Regions from separate parts of the Sus scrofa genome. Here all the other regions are linked to region 3. The links are chromatin contacts, called in public HiChIP or PLAC-seq maps. All regions are on one chromosome and are shown on one strand. Each heading gives the region's core, a stretch centred on a gene start, on an enhancer-like site or on the middle of the called end of the contact. The rest is flanking DNA. Distances are from core to core; before and after follow the strand shown. Region 1 overlaps LOC110256752 (a long non-coding RNA gene). Region 2 has its middle 24 kb from the start of IRF2BP2. Region 3 has its middle 190 kb from the start of TOMM20.

Region 1 (3,678 bases), core at 511-3,010, 300 kb after region 3:
GCCCACAGATGGGGACAGTCATGCAGTCTGCCTTCACCTCCAGGGCATCGTGTCTCCCAATAGACACTTGGTCCCCATCTTCCTGTCCTGATGTCCCACTGCCCGTGTGCCCTAAGGAACCACTGACCGGAGTTGAAAGTAGCCATCAATATCTGGCAACCGTAAAACCTGGGGTGTGTTTTGTTGATAAAAACCCCCCAAAGGAAACGACCACAGGAGCTGTGAGGAGTCCAGAGTGGGAGATGTTTTCCAGAAAGGGCCCCTCCAGGGCCGTGGCTTCAGGACAGTCTGTTGCAAACAGGCCCCAAGAATATCTACCATCATCACTGTTAGCGCTGCTGTCGCCCTGGCACCATCAGACTCCACATCTGGGGGGCGCTCCTAATTCTGGATTCCTTGGAGAGCTTGTGGGGCCTGGCTGTCCCCCCTCCTGCTGTCTGTCTTCTGTGTCACTCCTGACTGCCTCCCGCAAGCAGAGCATTCCCTGGGGAGGTTTCCCCGGGGACCCTTTTCTCTGGCTTCCTTACGCAGCTGTCACACTGTCCCACTTGTTTTTCAAGAAGGAGGTCCCCAGGGTTTCTTCAAGGCAGACCTGAACTTGACCCTGCCATGTGGATTTGTCCCCTCTCATCTCCCCGCCCCACCCCCCCGGGAAAGGGGGACCCAACCCAGGCACCCATGGGCGGGTCCTAACAGCCTCTTGGCCTCTGCAGTGCATCACCTGTTGTTTTCTATCCAGAATATGCGTTTGGACATGGAAGGATTTCAGCGGTTCCTGCAAAGGCAAACCTCTCTGGAGGAACCAGAGATGTCTTCTTGGCAGACCAGCTTCACACCCCACAGGGCAGTCTGTCAGCAAAGCATTTAAGGGGATGCGTGCTTAGGTAACACATGAGGGAGGGTAGGTGAGGGAAGCCATCATCCAGCACTTGATCATGAACTTCATATCCGCCAAAGGTGTCTTTTGTTTTTTGTTTTTTGTTTTGTCTTTTTGCCATTTCTAGGGCCACTCCCGCCGCTTATGAAGGTTCCCAGGCTAGGGGTCTAATCGGAGCTGTAGCCACCGAGGGAATCCGAGCCGCATCTGTGACCTACACCACAGCTCAGGACAATGCCGGATCCCTAACCCACTGAGCAAGGCCAGGGATCGAACCCACAACCTCACGGTTCCTAGTCGGATTCGTTAACCACTGAGCCACGACGGGAACTCCTTTACCCGCCAAAAGTTTTTAAGTCATTGCTGCTAGCGCTTCCTCCCAGACACCCTTAGGAGGTGGGTAGAGGCTGGTGTCCTCCTTTTGAGAATAAGGACAAGGAGAGGGAAATACCCCCAAGGACACATCCATGGAATAAGAAGGGTCAGAGGCCTCGGTGGGGAGGTGTTCCCCTCAGCTAACCTCCACTCCTGCCCCCAGCCCCATGTGCCTCCAGCAAGCCAATGCCGAGGATGTTTCTGGAGTGCGGCTTTCACCCAGGAATTGTCTAAGATGTTAGCTTGCTGGGAGCGAGGCTGAGGTCTCGGTCACTGTCACCTAGCATGTGGGTGCTGTGCAGTAAGTCACCGAAAGATGCTCACCTACTGAGCACAAAAAAAGCAAACTCTCACTCTCCAGCCACTCCCGAGCCAGCTTTGAAGCAAGATGTATTTTTAAACACAAGCCTCGTACAGAAAATGTTCCCTCGCATGTCCCCATAGCCTACTAATGGGGCAACTGTTGGCAACCAATACCACCAGCCCGTGCTCAGGGCTGTGTTCTCAATTTTTCTTTCTATTCTTGTCCCCTGGCATATGATAGGGGTTGCTGTCCCGGGAGACTGCAGGCTACTGACGGAAAAGCTTGCAGTCGGTTCTGGCCTGCTCTCAATTTCCAGACTCTCTGATTTCGTTCAAACGCGGGACCTGTGGACCTGTGTCCCTTTACCCAGTTGGTAACTTGGATTTTTTTGTATTCTTCTTGCAGATTCCATGGAATAGCCTGATGTTTCCCAGAAGGCTGGGGACCCCCACCGCCCGCCCCCAGCAGTGCCCCAGGCTGACAAGGGGATTGAAGTCGGAAAGTCAGACGCCTGTCCAGTGCCTGAGAAAGCGGCCTCTGTGCTCCTGCTGGATTTCACAGCAGGGCCAAGGGCCTCACTTCCCTCCTTTGCAAAGGAAAATAGCCATTCTGGCATCAACTTTGCTGATGAGGATTTATCTCCGAAGCCAAAAGGAAAAAAAGTCACCTCTTGAGTCCTAATTAGAATGATTCCTCTACTTAATTTATTCAGGATAGCCTCCTGAATTGGCCTGGTGTGTCCTTGAGTATTGTTACTATTACTGCTGCTGTTGCTGTTGTTGTTTTAAAGAAGCCATTTCTGACCAGGGGCTGGGGAGATGCCTTTTGTTCGCCTCTGGGCCCTGCGGTACCGGCCCCCGCCAAGGGAACCATTCCTGCACTGCTGTGTTTATTTGAGTTATGTAATATAAACAGCTCCAAGGAGATGGGCTCCGCCACTTTTTGTTTTTAGACTCCGACTTCACTTGCCCTCTGCAGAGCTTGGCGCTTGGGTGGTTTCCTCCAGCCTCCTCTGTTTTGCTGCTGGGGAACACAACAGCCTGCCGTTGACCCTTCTCTAGGACTAGCCCTTTCCTTCTCAGACCCAGCAACGAAACAGAGACGCTGCTGAGGCTGACAGTGTCCTCAAAGGCTCAGCCTAGGCTGGAGGTGGAGGGGGCATCAGAATGAGCTGTCTTGGGCATTAAGCTTTCTCTGTAGCTTCTTCACTGATACCTAGTTCCTCCAAGTCAGAAGTATCCCTTGGTGTTCCCATCATGGCTCAGCGGTTAACAAACCCGACTAGCATCCATGAGGATGTGGATTCGATCCTTGGCCTTGCTCAATGGGTTAAGGATCTGGCGCTGCCGTGAGCTGTAGTGTAGGTTGCAGACACGGCTCGGATCCCACGTCGCTCTGGCTGTGGTGAAGGCCAGCAGCTGCAGCTCCGATCAGACCCCTAGCCTGGGAACCTCCATATGCCACAGTCCTAAAAGCCAAAAAGCCAAAAAGCTAAAAAAAAAAAAAGAAAAGAAAAGAAGTATCCCTAGAATGTCTGAAACATAATTCCGTGTCGCATATGGATTCACACCTGACTTTTCAGGAACACCTCTGATGTGTAAAACACATGTGACTATAGTTAGGAGGCGAGTTCGAAAGGTATTGCAGACATCAGCTCCACATTATTTTACTATTTGCAACCCCTTAAGTCAAATATTTGCGAAGTGTTTCAATGCTAATTAGACCAGGCTGATGGTTTATCCCCCTAATGACTCCACGCAGTGGAGAAACCCCGCAGCCTCCCAGCTGAGTTTGCCTTGGCAAAACGGCAGGCGAGGCACCGTTGGATTATACTGCATTTTTAGTGACAGGTTTCTTAAAACAACTCTCCAACCGGCTGCATCACTGATTCCTTTATTTATACAGTTGTCTTAATGCAGATAACAACTATTTTCAGAATAGTTATGAACTCTCAAATTTCTTATGGTGAGATTCCATCTATAAAATCTCATTTTGCAAACTTCCATCTTTCTTCTCAAATCACCCCTGACACTCATGCTTGCCATTTGATCTACCGGGGTCACCAACCTCGAGGTGACAAGGATGCCTTCTTCATCTTTTCAGAACGTTGGGAGGCAGGACT
Region 2 (4,161 bases), core at 906-3,405, 260 kb after region 3:
AAAAGTCTGTGTTCAAATTCAGTCTCCACAATGCAATTAGTTGCGAATCACAAATAAGTCATTTTCTTCTTTTTAAGCAGAATTTTTACGCTTGCAAAAGACTAGCATTAGTTGGAGTTCCTGTTGTGGCTCAGGGGGTTAAGAACCCGACTAGTATTCATGAGGATGCAGGTTCCATCCCTGGTCTCGCTCAGTGGGTTAAGGACCCTGCACAGCATAGGCCACAGATGCGGCTAGGATCTGTGTTGCTGTGCCTGTGGTGTAGGTCAGCGGCTGCATCTCCAATTAGATATTAGACCTCCTAGCCTGGGAACTTCCATATGCCTCGGGTGCAGCCCTAAAAAAAAAAAAAAAAGAAAGAAAGAAAGAAAGAAAGAAAAAGAAAAAAGAAGAAAAAAAAAAAAAAGACTAGCACTGGTCTTGAAGGGCTTTTGGAGTTTTGCATATTGAATGAAATACTCTACTTAAAATGTTTAGTGCGCCTGCTCTCCTTAGTACGTGCTCAGCATGTGGTCCTGGGTATCAGAATGTGCCTGTACCCATGTCCTGAGCCAACACTAGGACTAAACAGTGCTGTCTGTGCCCTTCTTTGCTTCTCTCTCCTAGCAACCCCAACTCAAACACTAGCTACTGAAATACTAAACCCCGTTAATAGGCAGCTTCATCTCTGAGACACCTCCACAGTGCAGCATGGACCCCACTTTGACCTCCACTGCCATGTTTTCCTGCTAATTTTCTGGTTAATCCAACAATTTGAACAAGAGTGTTATCCCTGCCCCCCACCCCCACCCCCCCATCTCCCACCGGAAGACAGACATGCCAGCAACTGGTGGGGAGCTAGGGTCATGGCAGCACAGAGGTAAATCTTGCCCAAGAAACCCTGTAGGAGAGCCCACAAAAGAAAGAGGCTCTTAGCCAAAGGAGATTTTATTTTGCAGTTTCCAAAAGGTAAGGGAACACTTCCAACTTTTTTTTTTTGTTTGCTTATAGGCTCGGAATTTAAACATAGGACACTGAATGGCCAGAACCTTGGCCCACCCCTGAGTACCCGGGGCAGGTTGCCAGCACCAGGAGTTCGAGTTTCTGCCCAGTAGGCTTGTAACCTGAACTTTCTATTTCTAAAATCCCAGTTCTCAGTAGCCAGCACACATTTTGAGCCACAAAATTCTGAGAATTATTGCCCTTGTCAGCTGCTAAGTCACATGCCCTTCAGTCTGCTCCCTGCTCCTGGTATAATAGTACTTCTGTTAGAGCCTATGAATTTCACTGTCACATAAAAATTGGCAACTCTTTTAATACCACCCAAGGCTTGCCATAATCACCCAGAAATATACCGTCGGGGCTGTCATAATTCATCCATTTTTAGGATCCCTCAGGATCTCCAAATACAATGACTGATAGCAAATTAATAGATACTTTGGATCTTCCCATTTAACTTCATCAAAGAACTGACCCCCAGGATGAAAATTTCGTTTAATTAGGATAATATTTCATATTTAAAGAGTGCCTCCAAGCCAAGAAGCCCAGAGATCTTATCTCTTCATTTTCTTTCTTTTTTTTTTTTTCTTTTTTTGCTTTTTTAGGGCTGCACCCTCAGCATATGGAGGTTCCCAGGCTAGGGGTCTGTCTAGTCGGATCTGCAGCTGCTGGCCACAGCCACAGCAAAGGGGGATCCGAGCCGCATCTTCAACCCACACCACAGCTCACCGCAATGCTGGATCCTTAACCCACTGAGTGAAGCCAGGGATCGAACCTGCAACCTCACTGTTCCTAGTCAGATTTGTTTCCACTATGCCATGACAGGAACTGCTATCCCTTTATTATCAAAGCCGCATTGCCCGTCACTCAGAGCCAACTCTTAGAGAACAGGCATGTTTGTCCCCATTTTGTGGATGAAAAGAGCTTGCACACTGCTGCACAGTAACATGTAAAATGACCATTACAGAGTTAGGGGCTAGGGATGTGAACCTAGTCTCCCCATTCACACTTCACTGCTGACTTTATTTCCTTAATTTATGTCTATGAACTATCAGCAGCACAAAAATACATACAGAATCTTTTTTTTTTTTTAGCACATGTTTAATGAATAGGGGATCCTGTGTACATGGCAAAGCTGTAAATAGATGTCAGTGGTGGAATGCTGGGCTGGACAAATATAGAACGCAGCTTGTGCTCAGCAATTTGTTGCGCGCCCCCCCCCCCCCCCCACAGAGCCCTGGGCTGGTATGTTAACTGGTCTGTTTGGAAGATTTTTTTTCTTTTCTTTTTTCCTCTTTTTTTTTTTTTTTAAAGGTTCGGTTCCATGATAGCACAAAGAGCCTTGTGTTACGTTCTCAACACTACTATTTATACCCTGTGACCCATTAAGCACTGATTCCTTGGTTGGGGTTCTCCCAACATCTTGAGAAAAAAAAAAAAAGGAAAAAATAGCCTGACTGGAAAAAAAAAAAAGAGCTTTCATTTACAATACTTGAGTCAAGAATTTGGAAACATGACCCCAGTCAAAGCCTTCAGAGGCCTTGGTATCAAATGTTGTTATTTTTGGGTGGCTTGAAAATAAGGCTGCTTGAGGAATGGACAAGGTGCCCCAGTGGCTGTGACAGGAAGCAGAGCGGAGCCGGGGTGGGGGGGCCTCAGCCAGGGGCAGCCCGGTGCTGGGCTGGCCCCACAAGAGGAATGGGCAACTTGGCCAGAGCAGAATATCAAGGGCTCTCCTGTCACCCTCCCTCCAGGCAGAGGGAGGCGTGATGGCCACATCTCCCTCCTGGTTTCCCAAAGGCAGCCTGGCGCGCTCTTCCGCCCAAATACCCTGGGAAAGAAAGCTTGGTGATGTCTAACCCCCACCCCCTCCTCCAGGGGATTTCTTTTTATTTAAATACACTGTTTCCCCTGAAAGGGAACTGCCTCCCCCTTTGGGGAGAGATGCCCACAGGAGATATTTTTATGCTCTGTCTGCAGTGGGTGAAAGGGAATCCTGGCTTAAGATAGCACCAGTCATGCCCTCCAGCCCCGCGGGGCAGAGTCAACGTCAGAGCTGAGGCATTGCCTATGTTTGGGAACACCACTCACTTGCCGTGTCCGCCAAGTCTCCCTTCCAATTCACGCGTGCCCATGCAAGCACACGTACACGCCTGCGCACATGCACACCTGTGCAAGAACGTACACGCATAATGAACAATATATCCATCCATGCAAGTACGCATACACGCACGCGTGCACGCACACGCATGCACGCACACGTGCATCCAACTTAGGCGCCAGATGGCCATCTGCCCGTGTTGTGGACACTTAGTACATAGTCAAAAATTATTCTGAGGGAGCGGGAGGGACCTGTGTGTGATACTCCTCTGCGAAAATAGCTAAGAAAGGCATCACATGAACTGCTTCCTGAGCTTCTACTGGAGTGAGAGGCAGGAGGTCTCAACCCCATTCCTGCATTATTTACAAGCCCTCGGAGTTACCTTCTCAGAAAAGGTCTTTAAAATATTTTAACTTGATTCCTCTTTGTAAGAAAACCAATGTTTAACTGCCTATGAACCCTTTAAAATATAAAATTGTCTCTTTGGGCCATAAGGGTCATTTTTTCATGTCTCTAAGGCTGCTTCTGTGCACCCACCGACTGGCCCATCCAGTAAAGTTCTGCTTGTCCCTTCATCTAACTCAAATACCAATTTCTTCACACGCAGTAAAGACACTCACTGTCCCAACTCTGAACGTTCAATGCTTGAGTTGGGATTGGATGGGTGAGGAGGGCTTAGCGGGTAACAAGGTAGTTGGGGTGTGAGTGCAGGTAGAGGAAACAATTGCTACAAGCCAGATAGAGCACCTTCTAAAAAGGGAAAAAAGTATGAGACCGCATGGGAGAAAAGATGGGAAAGTGGTGAGAGATGGGTTGGAAAAGTCATAAACCTACATTTCCCATGTTCTTGGAAGCCAAGTTAGCGGGTTCTATTTTAATTTAAATACAACGGGAGGCCATGATTTTCAGTAGAAAGGTGAGTCTCGGTTGCTCGTGTCCAAAGTAACAGAACTGACGTTCTGGCGCACGAGTGTGGTAAATGAATATTTATCATGACCATGGCCGAGGGTGCTGATAATGCCTGGCCCAGTGTTGGTTCATGTTACATACTATTCTGTTTGGAAGTTGTGCACTGAATGTGT
Region 3 (3,856 bases), core at 335-2,834:
ACCGCTTGTGTTTCAAGGTCATTTCTTTGGCCTGTTTGATACGCTTGCTTGTGATTTGGGAGAGATTACTCTCAAGGACCGTCGAGGCTTGGCTGACACCTGTGAGTTGGGATGCGAGAAAGGGCCAGGGGAGTGCCATCCTCCTCCTCGTGTAGATGAGGGTCTTTGATCCACAGATCAAGCTTCTGGGCCTTGCTTTTCATCCCCAAAACACACACACACACCACACACACACACACACACACACACACACACACACGCCTCCCACCCCAAGGAGGGCTGTTCTCCATTCCCTGGGCATCGGAAGAGTGCAGACGGACCCTGAGCCTTTCTATTCCCTGCCAGGCCAAGTAAAGCTTCTCTCATCTTGGATCTTGTGGAAGATCCAGCCAGAGCCTGGTGAAGAGGGGCTCCCTGATGACCAGATATGCTCCAGGAATGAATTCCGCGTACCGTGCCACCAGGGCAGCCAGGCCAGCACTGCGCCTGAGCCCAGACAGCGTTCTGAGTACCATATGGAGGCTGTGATGGTGGGGAAACCTGATGCCTTGGTGTTGCCGTGTTCTGACCAGCCGTCTTCCAAAGAATGTGAGCTTGCTTTCATGTGGTTTGTTGTCAGCCTGCTCACAGAATTATTGAAGGAGGGCGCATCCAGGCAACACATGGCACTTGACTTTGAGGTCTATGAGCAGCTGCCCTTCCTGAGGGCCTACTGGGTGCCAGTCACTCCACAAGAAGCATGAAGTGTTTAGAGACTGGAATGGCCTCTGTTCTGAGAGCAAAACACTTCAAACAACTGCCCAGAATTTTGCAAATATCCAGGTACTTGGCGTTTTAAATGAACTTGGCATCAGTGTGAGTCTTTGACATTTCACCTCTCTTTTTGAAGGTACCGTGATTTCAGAGTGAGGCCAATCTGGCTTTGCTTTTGGCTCTGCCACTCATTAGCTCTGTGACTTAGGGAACCTCCCTGAGCCTCAGTTCCCTTTTATCTTCAGTGGCGATAAGAGTCCTTGCAGAGCTATTGGGGAGATGACAAGAGATCCACCATGTCTGGCACATGGTCCCTGAGCTGAAGTTGTTATTTTGGGGTTTGCCTCTGGGCAAAGCATTGGAAAGATAATATATCTCATTCATGGAAAAAGAACTTTGACGTAAGTGTTCCAAAATGTTAATGGATGAAAGATGAAAAGTTTTCACGACTAGAAAGGAGAAATCCTTCCAGCAATGTTTGGGTTTCTGGTTTCACCGTATCTCACAACATACCCCATGGTGATTTCCATACGGCAGTCCTTCTGGACCCCAGGTGAGGGACATGTGCCCACAGCTGGACCCTTGAACCATCGTCCAGCCTGTCAGCCAGCCGAGGAGCTGACTCAAGGCGCCGAGCCTGGCCGCCGTTTCCTCTGTGACATGTTTGTCTGGATCACTGACTGACACCGCTGGGAGCTTTGGCCCGCTGAGCAAAGAGTTCTAAGAACTACTTCTTGACTTTTTACTGTGATCTCATAGGTCAGGTCACTTTGGGGTGGAGCGTGTTGTCCAGATGAAAGGACGTGAGAGACAATGTCCAGAGAGTTTCACGGGCTCTGCAACAGAAAGGCGTTGGTGCAGAGCGACTCTGCCGAGGCTGACGGCTCAGACCCAGGCCTGGCCGAGGGGGGCTGTTTGTAATTCCTGAGGGCCCTCAGCAAATCAGGCGCTTTGAACGCGGAGATGGGAATTAGGCAAAAAGAATGGAATGGGCGACTCTTAAATATTAACAGAACAGCCCAATAAACTTGTCAAACCTTTGATTTATTTATTTTTCTTGTCTTTTTAGGGCTGTACCTGCAGCATATGGAGGTTCCCAGGCTGGGGGTGGAATCGGAGCTGTAGCCACCGGCCTACACCAGAGCCACAGCAACATGGGATCCGAGCCATGTCTGCGACCTACACCACAGCTCACGACAACGCCGGATCCTTAACCCACTGAGTGAGGCCAGGGATCACCTGGAGGCCTCATGGATACTAGTTGGGTTCATTACCCCTGAGCCACAATGGGAACTCCACCCAAGACTTTTGTAAAGACCCATGGAGGCTTCTAGAAGATCATAGAAGCCTATAAGCCCCTCCTTCCACCATGCACTTAAGGACTGTGTCTGCTCCATACAGGACCTTTGACCTCTCAGATGTAGAAACAGAACAAAGGCTTGAACATAACGCGGAAATATTTACCCCTTTGGAGTAATTGTGCGTGCCTTTATTTTGGCCTTGCTGAAAAGAGCAATATCATGTTTAGAAAAGAACATTTGCAAAGAAGAAAGACCTGGAACAAACCACAGCCTTCCTGAGTTGTTGACAGCTATTATTCAGTGGAAACCAAAAAATATTGCAGCATTGTTTTAACACGAACATTGGAAGTGGCTTCCTTCCAGGGCTTGGCTGATGTAGGTACCTGGGATCCGCAGCCAGAGCCTTCTGGGCTGTTTTGACTTTTTCCCCGATGGTGCTTGTTGATGCAGCTGTGGAAGAGTCTGGTGTGTATCCTGAATCTGCAATTGCTTCCTTCGATGGGAGTCAAATGTTTCCAGGGTCTGTCACTGTGTCTTCCTGAAGTGCTGCCTGCACCATTTCCAGGGTTTTCGCTGTGTTGGGGAAAAGCAATCTTTTCACTGTGGAGAAGCTTCTCGAGGTTTCTCAGAATCAGAGCGGTAGGTGTGGCCAGCAGATAGATTTTAGTGAACCAGGGAAATAGGAAGCTAGGAGGAATCTGGAGGCATTTAAGAGAAATTGAAGAATTCCTCTTCCAGGAAGGAGTATTCTTCTCTATCATCAGTTTTCTTCTAAAACCGGGCAACATGCAACTGGCCTATTTTGAGCTCTCGATGTCGTGTCACGGACCTGCACACCCAGCCTTGAAGCTGACTCACCCTGTGCCCTGCTGAGGTCATTTCATGTCTCGTTTTTCCCACCAATAATGGGGTTAATAACACCTGCCCCCAGTTTGTGAGACTCCAATGAAAAAAACATATGCGAAAGTGATTAGAAATCATAAAGCACTTTCCAAGTGAAAAGCAAGCCACGAGCCTTGGGGTGAGCCTCCTGCCCACCCACTCTGGAAGGGGGGACCCAGAGGTGAGCCCGGGTGTGTCGAACTCCTCAACCCCCTGCCTGTGACTCATCTCTGATGCATATTATCATTTCTCTGTGACAGATGACAAAAATGACTGGGGAAAGTGCAGTTTGGGAGGCCTGGCGGGGAGGCGCTATAAGAGGAGCTGAGATGACCCTCACTCTAGTCATCCTGGCTTAAATGTTGCTTCCTCCAGGAAGTCTTCCCTTAGCTCCAGGCTCCTGGGTCTGACCACACTGCATTGGAATTGCTTATCTAATTGTCTCCCCTGCATTCCACGAGGGCAGGACCATACATTCCACCAATCTCCGCTGCATCACCTGTTCCTAGAACACAGTTCTCAACCCCTCACTAGCTGTGTGACCTCAGTTTTCCTATCTGGTGAATGGGAATTTAAGTCGCCCTCATGAGGTTCGAGTGAGGACGGATGGAGCCCGTGGAACAGAGGCGCACTGCCTGCGGGGTGCTCAGAGAAGGGGCCTGTCTCACCCCGTGAGGTCCTGGGGGCAGCCAATCTGGAGGGACTGCTGTCACTGGGCTGGTGCTCCTTCTTGGAATCTGGATGTACTACTGCTGCCGTATTTGTTCTTCGAAAACCCTTCCATTTCCACTTCTTCACAGATGGACCCTTGATCATAGTCAGGTGCCCAAACCAAGCAACCTTCAGGCTGAATTCTTTGAATCTGTGTTCACTTGTGTCAGCCTATTGAGCCAGAGCGTTCATGGCTTTCCCTTGAGGAC

Evidence for each region. HiChIP or PLAC-seq counts read pairs in DNA pulled down with a chosen protein or histone mark.
Region 1: an H3K27ac HiChIP or PLAC-seq map of skeletal muscle shows a contact between it and region 3. The contact joins two enhancer-like sites. A contact is called at or near these places in 1 of 47 Hi-C or Micro-C datasets (skeletal muscle) and 1 of 2 datasets of contacts at active chromatin or transcription factors (skeletal muscle).
Region 2: a contact with region 3 is called in an H3K27ac HiChIP or PLAC-seq map of skeletal muscle. The contact joins two enhancer-like sites. A contact is called at or near these places in 1 of 47 Hi-C or Micro-C datasets (embryonic fibroblasts) and 2 of 2 datasets of contacts at active chromatin or transcription factors (alveolar macrophages and skeletal muscle).

Annotation. Positions count from the first base shown.
Region 1 is chr14:56,605,716-56,609,393 of Sscrofa11.1, forward strand. It overlaps LOC110256752 (a long non-coding RNA gene), which reads left to right. Exons shown (of 2, transcript XR_002338680.1): 2 at 1,962-2,287. It overlaps LOC106506002 (a long non-coding RNA gene), which reads right to left. Exons shown (of 3, transcript XR_002338684.1): 3 at 3,018-3,678. Among named protein-coding and RNA genes, the nearest start is that of IRF2BP2, 62 kb to the left of the region's middle. Within about 2 kb of position 1,761, at least 28 of the 83 cell types and tissues checked have an H3K27ac peak or open chromatin away from gene starts, as enhancers often do. A contact at or near this core is called in skeletal muscle, where this site is marked.
Region 2 is chr14:56,567,901-56,572,061 of Sscrofa11.1, forward strand. No RefSeq gene overlaps it. Among named protein-coding and RNA genes, the nearest start is that of IRF2BP2, 24 kb to the left of the region's middle. Within about 2 kb of position 2,156, at least 4 of the 83 cell types and tissues checked have an H3K27ac peak or open chromatin away from gene starts, as enhancers often do. A contact at or near this core is called in skeletal muscle, where this site is marked.
Region 3 is chr14:56,305,992-56,309,847 of Sscrofa11.1, forward strand. No RefSeq gene overlaps it. Among named protein-coding and RNA genes, the nearest start is that of TOMM20, 190 kb to the left of the region's middle. Within about 2 kb of position 1,585, at least 22 of the 83 cell types and tissues checked have an H3K27ac peak or open chromatin away from gene starts, as enhancers often do. A contact at or near this core is called in skeletal muscle, where this site is marked.